2 separate regions of the Mus musculus genome follow, and region 2 is linked to region 1. Evidence: chromatin contacts called from public promoter capture Hi-C data. All regions are on one chromosome and are shown on one strand. Each heading gives the region's core, a stretch centred on a gene start, on an enhancer-like site or on the middle of the called end of the contact. The rest is flanking DNA. Distances are from core to core; before and after follow the strand shown.

Evidence for each region. Capture Hi-C pulls out chosen DNA fragments and counts their contacts.
Region 2: a contact with region 1 is called in a promoter capture Hi-C map of adipose tissue. The contact joins the promoter of P4htm here to the promoter of Inka1 in region 1. A contact is called at or near these places in 3 of 39 promoter capture datasets (liver, maxillary cranial neural crest and pre-B cells) and 1 of 9 other capture datasets (adipose tissue).

What each region holds. Positions count from the first base shown.
Region 1 is chr9:107,983,741-107,988,478 of GRCm38.p6, forward strand. Inka1 (inka box actin regulator 1) reads right to left here and starts at 2,176. Exons shown (of 2, transcript NM_026597.3): 1 at 1,957-2,176; 2 at 483-1,324. The coding sequence starts at 2,007. The coding sequence ends at 527. It overlaps Uba7 (ubiquitin-like modifier activating enzyme 7), which reads left to right. Exons shown (of 24, transcript NM_023738.4): 24 at 77-316. The coding sequence ends at 206.
Region 2 is chr9:108,595,179-108,599,916 of GRCm38.p6, forward strand. P4htm (prolyl 4-hydroxylase, transmembrane (endoplasmic reticulum)) reads right to left here and starts at 2,434. Exons shown (of 9, transcript NM_028944.4): 1 at 2,030-2,434; 2 at 1,721-1,802. The coding sequence starts at 2,386.

The sequences.
Region 1 (4,738 bases), core at 926-3,425:
TCTTGTCCACACTAGGTTGCCCTCTGTCTGCCTTGACCCACCTACAGAGTCTCCCCTAAACCCCCTCCCATACCAGGGTGACAGAACTGGTTCAGCACGTGACCGGCTGGAAGCCCAAGCCTGGGCTGAAGGTTCTGGTGTTTGAGCTGAGCTGTGAGGGCGAGGAGGAAGAAATGGCCTTCCCACCTCTGCATTATGAGCTGTGACGAGGTAGCCACACCACGCCACCACTTGGCCATAACAAACTCTGCATAAAATTCCTACATCTTCAGCTCACAGCAGATACTTCAACAATAAAAACTTGTTGACGGAAGGCACAAGTGAAGTGGATGGTAGAAAATGAATGGTAAGGTACACACAGGTGATACGGGTAAGACAGGAACCCTGGAAAAGGAGAGGGAACATTCTAGACTGGCCTGTCTTAGCTGTGCTCCACAGGGCCAGAGATACTTCCTGAAGCCTCAGGAGTATGGGACCAGCAGTTTAGGAAAAAAAGCCTTTATTGTCCCTAGCTGGAGGGGCAGGGTCAGAGGTAGCTGACATCATTGTAGATAATAGGTTGGCGACTTCGACAGTTCATGAGGGCTGCAAATCGTGAGATGTCTGCAGGCAGGTCAGGTTCTGAGCGAGGTGGGCAGGACAACCTCTTGCTTGCCATAGCTGTCCGTCGAGCCCTGGCCAGCCTACGCCGTAGCTGCTCAGAGAGACCAAGCAGGAACTGAGGGGGTCGAGCCCGTGCTCGGGGTACATCTCCATCACTCCCCTCACTGGTTGCTTCAGGCAACTCCATCCAATTGTGAACTAAATCAGCAAAACAGTTATCCCCTAGCACCAGGGGCTGCCGACTGCGGCCCCTGTTCAGCAGGGCTGCCGTCCAGTCCTCTGCTTCCAATCCCTGCCAATGTTCCAGGCAAGCATCTGGGGTGGACTTGGGCCTCGGACGGTGGGCAGGAGGTATGTTGGTTACAGCTGCCCTACTGCGCATAGGAATGTCACTGACTGAGAAACGCTGGCTATGAGGTGGACGTTCTCGAGGTGCTTGGCGCTGGGGTACAGACGGCTCTTCCTCTCGCCATGTACTGCCTGACACCTCGGAGAAGCCAGAGTCCCAGTCTAGAGCATGCTCCCTAGGACATCCCAAGGGTAAACCCTTGTCTTCTGCTACCAAGCCTTCCTCCTCTTCCTCTTCTACACAGCAGACAGAGTCCTCTTCCAAAACATCCGAGGCCCTGAACTGGCGCTTTGGCTGTACATTTTGATCAGTTCTGGGTTTTGGTTGCAGTGGGCCAGACATTGGAGGTGAGCCTGTGTCCCGAGCACACAACTGGAGAGAAAGATAGGGCAAATGTTGGTCAGGAATCTCTTAGCCCCTGACTCCTTAGTGTCTAACCAAGCCAGCCCTGAGAACGGAGGTTTCAGAAGGACTTGAAAAACCTCTGGGCAGCAAGGCGGAACTGTAAGCATAGGGCCCACATGGGGGCACTGGCACTCGAGGCTCATGTGGCTCCCATCCGCAGAGCTGGTGGCAGTCCGGCAGGCTGCAGCACGCAGGGCCGGGCAAGTCAGCACGCGCCACCAGGGCGGGCAGGCAGAGTAGAGGAAGGAGGTACAGGCCAGCCCGTGGTAGGGGATGTCCACAGCAGCACAGCACTTCTTTAGGCCCTGGGTGCTCCCTGTCGGTCCCCAAAAGAAACTTCTCTTCCCCAACTCTCCTTCCCCGCCAACCCCTGCCGCTAGCACGGCCAGCTGGGCGCCTGTTACCTGATGCCCAGAACAATTCCCAACCGTCAGAAACCCGAAGCGGGCCATCTGGGCCATCTGTAGCGCGCTACCCTGCCCCCATCCTGACTCAGATGGGTACCCGGAGTCCACCCGGTTGCCGTTTGTTGTTCCATCCAGGCGGCAGCCACGCACCCCACACACATCTTCACAACCACACCCACTCCAAAGACTCACCAGTTCCCAGCGGAGCTGGCTCAGGAAGCTGTCAAGCCGAGCGCTGTGCATGCTGGTGCTGGTGCTGTACACTCTCCAGGTCGGCCGGCTCACCCGCCGATCACCCGCGGGAGCGGCGCAGAGTGGGCCGGGTCGGCCCGCGGGTGGTGGCGTCCTCACCCTTGCCTTACTCTAAGGCTCCTTGCTCTCGGTAGCTCCCGCCGCTGCCGCCCCAACATCTGGCAGCCGCGCCCCGCCCCTCCCCGGCGCCCTAGCCAATGGAGGCGGGGCAGGATGAAGTTGTCCTGCCCCTTTCAGCCCCGCCCTCCAGCCCCCACTCTGCTGGTGGAGCCCGGCTGTAGTAGCACGGGAGACCAGAGTGCAGCTCAGGACCCCTTTATGTCTCAAAAAGTTTAGTTAACCCGGCTGTAACGCAGTCCCGACACGACCCCCTCCCGCCCCCGCACGTTCGTCCCGTGCAATTTGTCCCCTGGTGAAATAGCGGTTTCTTGTACTGGGGCCCGATGCCACACCCACGTGTGGGCACTTTCTTCTTCTTTTTTGTTTGTTTGTTTGTTTTTTGTTTTCGAGACAGGGTTTCTCTGTGTAGCCCTGGCTGGCCTGGAACTTACTCTGTAGACCAGGCTGGCCTCGAACTCAGAAATCCGCCTGCCTCTGCCTCCCAAGTGCTGGGATTAAAGGCGTGCGCCACCACCGCCCGGCGCGCCTTATCTTCTGATTTGACAAGGTTGTGGCCCACTCGGGGTCTGTCCAGGCTGGCCTTGACCATCCCTGGAAATGATAGGACCGAAATTCCTTCCGGCCGGCGAATAGTCAGTGAAGAGCCTTAAGACAGAGAGAGTAAGGGAATGGCCAAGGCAAAATCCCCTCCACCTTCCCTCCGGCCTGATCTGAGCCGAGATAGGCTGGACCGCCCTCTAGTGGGGATCGCGGGGCTATGGTCTGCATCCTCACTACACCCTCACAATGGCATGCAGGAATGGAAGAGGAAAACTGCTCTTTGGCTCGATTGTTTAAAGCCTTTCCCCTGAGGCCACTCCATAACCAGAGGTACAGTCGAACTGAAGACAGGTTGAATCTATCCTCAGACAAAAAATAACAGGAGAACGAGGACAATGAGTTCAGTTAAGGGATAGAGAACTCTTAAAAAGATATGGCTGATATCAGATCAATCCATTTGAGTCCAGTGAGGAAGGGCATTTTAGGTGAAAGGGTCTGCCAATGTAAAGTATATTGAGGGACAGGGCTAGGCAGACCAAACGAAAGGAAAACACAGATGTGTGTGACGGATGGGTCAGGGGTCTGTGAATGGAGAGAAGTCATCAAAACCATAAGAAGACTTAGGGGAGTCTCTGGGCTTTATTTTTGGTACCATAGAGAGAGCATGGAGCTTTTTAAAAGGAATGACCCAGGCTGTTTTCTGCGAGATACAGTTGTTTTAGGAGAAGAACTCTGCAATCAAAGGAGGTTCTAGCCTTTATCCCAGGCAAGGGTGTGTGTCTGAAAGCCTGGTTCTGAACCCAGAGGGTAATCAGAAGCATCGTTCTAGACTCCAGAATCTAGAGCTAAACTCTAGCCTGACTGATGCAGGTAGGTAAAGCATGGCCTCCAAGTTTCCAGTGTGAACAGCTGGATGGATGGCACTGCCATTAAAATCACCCAGGAGGAAGAAACCTCTGCTTCCCCTTCCCATAGACAGCGCTGCCGGTCACGATGGTGACAAAGACTGAAGAGTACACCAAAGCTGGCCTCACAGCTGTATGGTCCGGTAGAAAGCATGTGGGCCAGATCCAAATAGGCCTGGATTCTCTGTAAAACTGGGATAATCTGTGAATTACAGAGCAGCATGGGAGCTAGCTCTGCACAGCTGTTGAAACTGCTGTCTAAATACTTGGAGCCTTTACCCCCTGGGTGTGGTTCCTTGGTTTTAGTTAGGTGTTTGTTTTGTTTTGTTTTTAAGGACTATGAAACCAGCGAAGGGACCCTCAGCTATGATCTGGTCTGCAGTTAGAAAAACATCACAGGAAGGAAGGGGCGCAGGCAGAAGGACAGCTCTGAAAGCAGAATCTTTTGGCTAGATGCTGTAGGATTTATACACATGTAACTAGAAAGATGCTATATGATTTACACACGTGTGACTAGATAAAATTCTTATTTTTTGCTTGTTTATCCCTGTTTTTTTCTTTTTTGTTGTTTTGTTTTTTTTGTTTTGTTTTTTGTTTTTTTTTTTCAAGACAGTGTTTCTCTGTGTAGCAGCCCTGGCTGTCCAGAGCTCACTTTGTAGACAAGGCTGGTCTCGAACTCACAGAGAGCCACCTACTTGTGCTTCCCTGAGTGCTGGCAGTAAAGGTGAGCACCACCAGCATCCAGCTAGATTTTATTTCAATCCAGTAAAAACTGGAAAGAGAGGCTGGAGAAGTGACTCAGCAGTTAAGAACACTGGCTGTCCTTGTAGAGGAGCCTGGTTTGATTCCCAGAAATACTTTCTGTAACTTTAGTTCCCGAGGGTCCTCCTCCCTCTTCCGGTCTCTGTAGACACTGTACACATGCAGTGCACATGTGTATATCAGGTAAGACACTCAGGTAGTTAGAACAAAAAAAATAAAAGAAAATCTGGCTCTTGCCCTCTTGCTCTTGTTCCCTCCCTCCCCCCCTTCCCTTCCCCCTCTCTCCATGTACTCATGGCTGGCCTCCCCCCCCCCTTCTCTCTCCCCCTCCCTCCCTCCCTCCCTCCTCCTCCTCTTCCTTCTTCTCCTCCCCCCATGCCCTGAATAAACTCTAT
Region 2 (4,738 bases), core at 1,184-3,683, 610 kb after region 1:
GTGGTGAAGAGCACTTGCTGAGGTTATCTTTGGCCAGTATCTGCTACTAATCTGTCGCCTTCCAGAATCGGGGCAGTGTGGGAGCCTGGTAAGCAGGGCAGAGGACAACTTGTGGGACTGGGTCCTTGCTTTCTACCATGTGGGTCAGGTGTTGTAGCACCTTTATCTGCTCAGCCATCTCCTCAGAGATCTCTTTTTTTTTTTTTTTCCATTTTTTATTAGGTATTTAACTCATTTACATTTCCAATGCTATACCAAAAGTCCCCCATATCCACCCACCCCCACTCCCCTGCCCACCCACTCCCCCTTTTTGGCCCTGGTGTTCCCCTGTACTGGGGCATATAAAGTTTGCAAGTCCAATGGGCCTCTCTTTCCAGTGATGGCCGACTAGGCCATCTTTTGATATATATGCAGCTAGAGTCAAGAGCTCCGGGGTACTGGTTAGTTCATAATGTTGTTCCACCTATAGGGTTGCAGATCCCTTTAGCTCCTTGGCTACTTTCTCTAGCTCCTCCATTGGGAACCCTATGATCCATCCATTAGCTGACTGTGAGCATCCACTTCTGTGTTTGCTAGGCCCCGGCATAGTCTCACAAGAGACAGCTACATCTGGGTCCTTTCAATAAAATCTTGCTAGTGTATGCAATGGTGTCAGCGTTTGGATGCTGATTATGGGGTGGATCCCTGGATATGGCAGTCTCTACATGGTCCATCCAGAGATCTCTTAATGCTCTCTACAAACTCCATTCCTTAGCAGCCAAAGGCAGCCCTGGGTCTGCTGATTCACACCACCAAGGCCATGTATAGATTGTTTTTGTTTTGTTTTGTTTGTTTGCTGTCATTGTTGTTTTGATACAGGTTTTTCTCTGTGTAGTCTTGGCTGTCCTGAAACTTGCTCTGTAGATCAGGCTGGCCATGAACTCAGAGATCTACTCGCCTCTGCCTCCGAAGTGCTGGGATTAAAGGCAGGTGCCACCACTGCCCAGCTAGGGTTGCAGAAATTTAACCCAGGCAAGGTCTGTGGACATAGTGCCCTCCCCATGTTGACATTGATAGTCTTTGGAGGACTTGGGGGGGTCTCCACAACACCATGGTTAGGTGTTTGAAGCCTATCATCTACTAAGAACTCAGAAAACAGGAGCTGTGTGTGATGTGGCTAAAATGGGTCACCCTAATAGGCTCTGCCCATGAAGGGTGAAAGACAGGAGTCCTAAGAATCTTGAATACTGGAAGCAAGAAGTTGGGCCTTTGAATGGTGCCCCTCTGGGGGGGGGGGGGCCGCTGGCTTTGAGGGTTGTCAGTTCATTCCAATATGGACGGCCTGATTCTCATCAGACCACAGGATTAGCTTTGGGAATGTGATCTCCCCAGAGGCCCCCGGGTCAGCTGGCACCTGGTTATCAGTCTCTCACCCTGCCCTGATCTGGAAGGTGATAGATTCGTAGCACAGACTGCCCAAAGATAACTTCAATAAACAGTTGGAACATTTGTCTCAGGGTCGTGCTGCCCAGCCTATGATGGAAGGGTCCGCTGAGGGAAGTGTGGAAAACGAACCTCTCTGTCCGGTTACGGAAAAGGAAGCTCTATTTTAGTAAACTGGATTCAGAGAGCGCATCTACGAAGCAGCCATGTTCAAAATAGTAAACACACGGTCAAAAGAAGCCTTGGGGTGGACACTGCAGCCTCCCCGGCCCTTCCCAGAAGTGTCCTGCAGACTTACCAAAAAGCAGCGGCTTGAGGCTGAGGGTTCGGATGAAGTGATCCCTGCCCGCGACCACCTGGACTTTCCGCTCATATCCCACCTAAAGGAAAAATACACAGCAGGCAGCTGGTGTGCCAGGCCGCACTGCTCAAGAAAAAGTCCCGTGTCAGGGAGCGACAGTAGCAAAGTAAGTAGGCGCGCGCGTGACCCGCACACAGTGATGCGTGGGGCACCGTGGTGGCCCAGAGCTGAGCCACGGTTCCTTCTGGCTCGGCTTGGCAGTGCTTGAAGCTCCGCTCGGGGCGGGAGAGGAGGGGATGTTCTTACCTTGATGCCCTCCAGCCGGGTGAGGGGACCCAAGGTTGGCACTGGCTGGGGGCTCTGCTCGCGGCGCTGGGGTCCGGGGTCTGTGCTCTCGTCTCCGTTGCTGTAGTGCACGAAGAGCAGCAGGGCCAGCACGTTGCCCAAGTACAGGTGCACGAACACCATCAGCACCAAGAAGTAGGCACGGGAACAGATGCCCCGCGGCTTGCACAGTGGCCGCACCGGGGCGTCTTCACTATCGCCTGGTCTGGTCGCTGCCCCGGAAGGGCGATGCTCCGGTGGTAGCGGCCACTGAAGATTTGAGGCCTCCTCGACTGTCTCAGCCTCAGGCCGCTGCACGGTCGCCACCGCTGCCGCCATGGCGCCCAGGTCGCGCGCGCGCCCAGGGGAGGGGCCGCGGGGGTGCTCGCGTTGCGCAGTCGCTGGGACCCGGACGGCAGAGTCAGCGCGCCCGGCGGTCACTAGGAGACGGTGCTCCGGGATGCTGTGCCTACACGGAGCCGCACCCATCGGTCCATACTGAGATCCTGGGACCTCGCTCACACCCGGCTGGTCGTTTATGGAGCTGTATATACTCCAGTGCAGAAGGCCATCCACAAACATGGAGGCACATCAGCGGAGCACCGTTAGGACAGACACCATTGCAACTAGTAGTTTCTTGGTTCCCGGGAGAAGACGCCCCCCCCCCCCCCCCCCGGCCCCAGAAAGTGTAGTGGGCATTTTCTCACTCTTGGGAGAAGGGAGTCAGAGAGTGATAGAAATGGGACATACGACATAGTGGGATGCTGAGGCCAATGACTGCACACTGGATGATGAGATTATAGAGCAGTTCCCACGAGTTCGATTTATTTAACTAAAACATTTTATGTCTATGGGGTGGTTTGTTTATGGGTATGTGCACTCCATGCATGTCTGTATATGAGGACAGAAGGGGCGTTGGAGCTGGAGAGACTTACAGACGTTTTTAAGTCTCTATGTTGGTGCTGGGACTAGAACCGGTGTGTTCTCCAAGATGGATCTTAGCTAAAGAGCCTCTCTCCAGCTTCCGTTTTTGCTTTTATTAAAATTTTTTTCTTGTTGTTTTTTGTTTGTTTGTTTGTTTTGTTTTGTTTTGTTTTTTCGAGACAAGGTTTCCCTATGTAGCCCTGGCTGTCCTGGAACTCACTTTGTAGACCAGGCTGGCCTCAAACTCAGAAATCCCCCTGCCTCTTGCCTCCCGAGTGCTGGGATTAAAGGCATGCACCACTACACCCGGCTTATTATTAAATTGTTTTTAAACAATACACACAAACAAAAAACCAAACCAAACCAAAAAAAAAACCAAAAACAAAAAAACAAAAAAAACACCCCAAAACAAAAACCAACCCAGACAGGGTCTCATATAGTTCAGGCTTGCTCATCAAACTTGAAAGGAGCAGAGGATAAATTTATTCTCCTGCCTCCACCTCTCAGATGCTGAAGTTAGGGCTGGAGAGATGGCTCAGTGGTTAAGAGTACTGATTGCTCTTCCGAAGGTCCTGAGTTCAAATCCCAGCAACCACATGGTGGCTCACAACCATCAGTAATGAGATCTGATACCCTCTTCTGGAGTGTCTGAATATATATATTTTAAAATGCTGGAGTTACTAGGTATGCACCAAGATATTCAAGATATTCTTGAAGGTCCTTCGGCAGTCAGACTGGACCACTGAGGGAATCCTGCAAGTCAGACTTTGGTGAGAGGCTGCCCAGGGTGCCCAGGTTGGGCTCCACCCAGTGTCCCTCAAAATGAAGCAGGTGCTGTTTGTGACGCTTGCCTTAGCTCCTGGATGGGAAGAGGGAGGGTGGAAGGCTTTCCCCTAATCAGGACACCTCTGAAGAAAATAAAACTCAGATTATAAAGCAGCGGCCAAGGCATTTTTTTTTAAAACAGTAATTTTTCACAATGTATTATTAATTTTATATCTGATTCCCAGTAAATTCATGCTTGCTTTCTTTCTCTTCTTTCTTTCTTTTCTTCCTTTCTTTCTTCTGTAGCTGTCTTCAGACACTCCAGAAGAGGGAGTCTTGTTTCAGATGGTTGTGAGCCACCATGTGGTTGCTGGGATTTGAACTCCCGACCTTCAGAAGAGCAGTCAGGTGCTCTTACCCACTGAGCCATCTCACCAGCCCAAGGCATTTTCTTTTGAACGCTGCTCTTAGGCTGACCTATGTTCCCCCCTCTCCCAATGCAGTAAAGTGCTATATCGACAGCTCACTTCCAACATTCTACAATGGCAGGCTTCTTCAGGGTCACTAAATGCCAGAAGTTTATTAGCTAATCTAGTTATCCTTGAGTACTTTGTTAATCTTCCTAACCCAGAAGATGATAGGTACTGGAGTTTTCTGGGTCAGAAGGAAATAGGTAGCAATAAGCGATCAGCACCAATGGTCCTCCATCTTCATAAGAAGAGGGAACAGAGATCTCTGGTAGCACGGCACACCCCTACACACAAGCAAAAGCAATAAGGACATGGCTTCTTGCCCCAGAATTTATTTTTAGTGTGTGTTCATGGCAGCTGAAGACTGATACTGATAACTTCTTTCATCCTTCTCTACTATATTCACTGAACAGGCTTTCTCACTTGAACCCAGGGTCCACCAACTGAGCTGGTCTCATTAGTTAACTTGCTCTGAGGACACCAGACCCACCTCCTCACTACTGGGATTATGACTGCAGTGTCTAACTCAGCC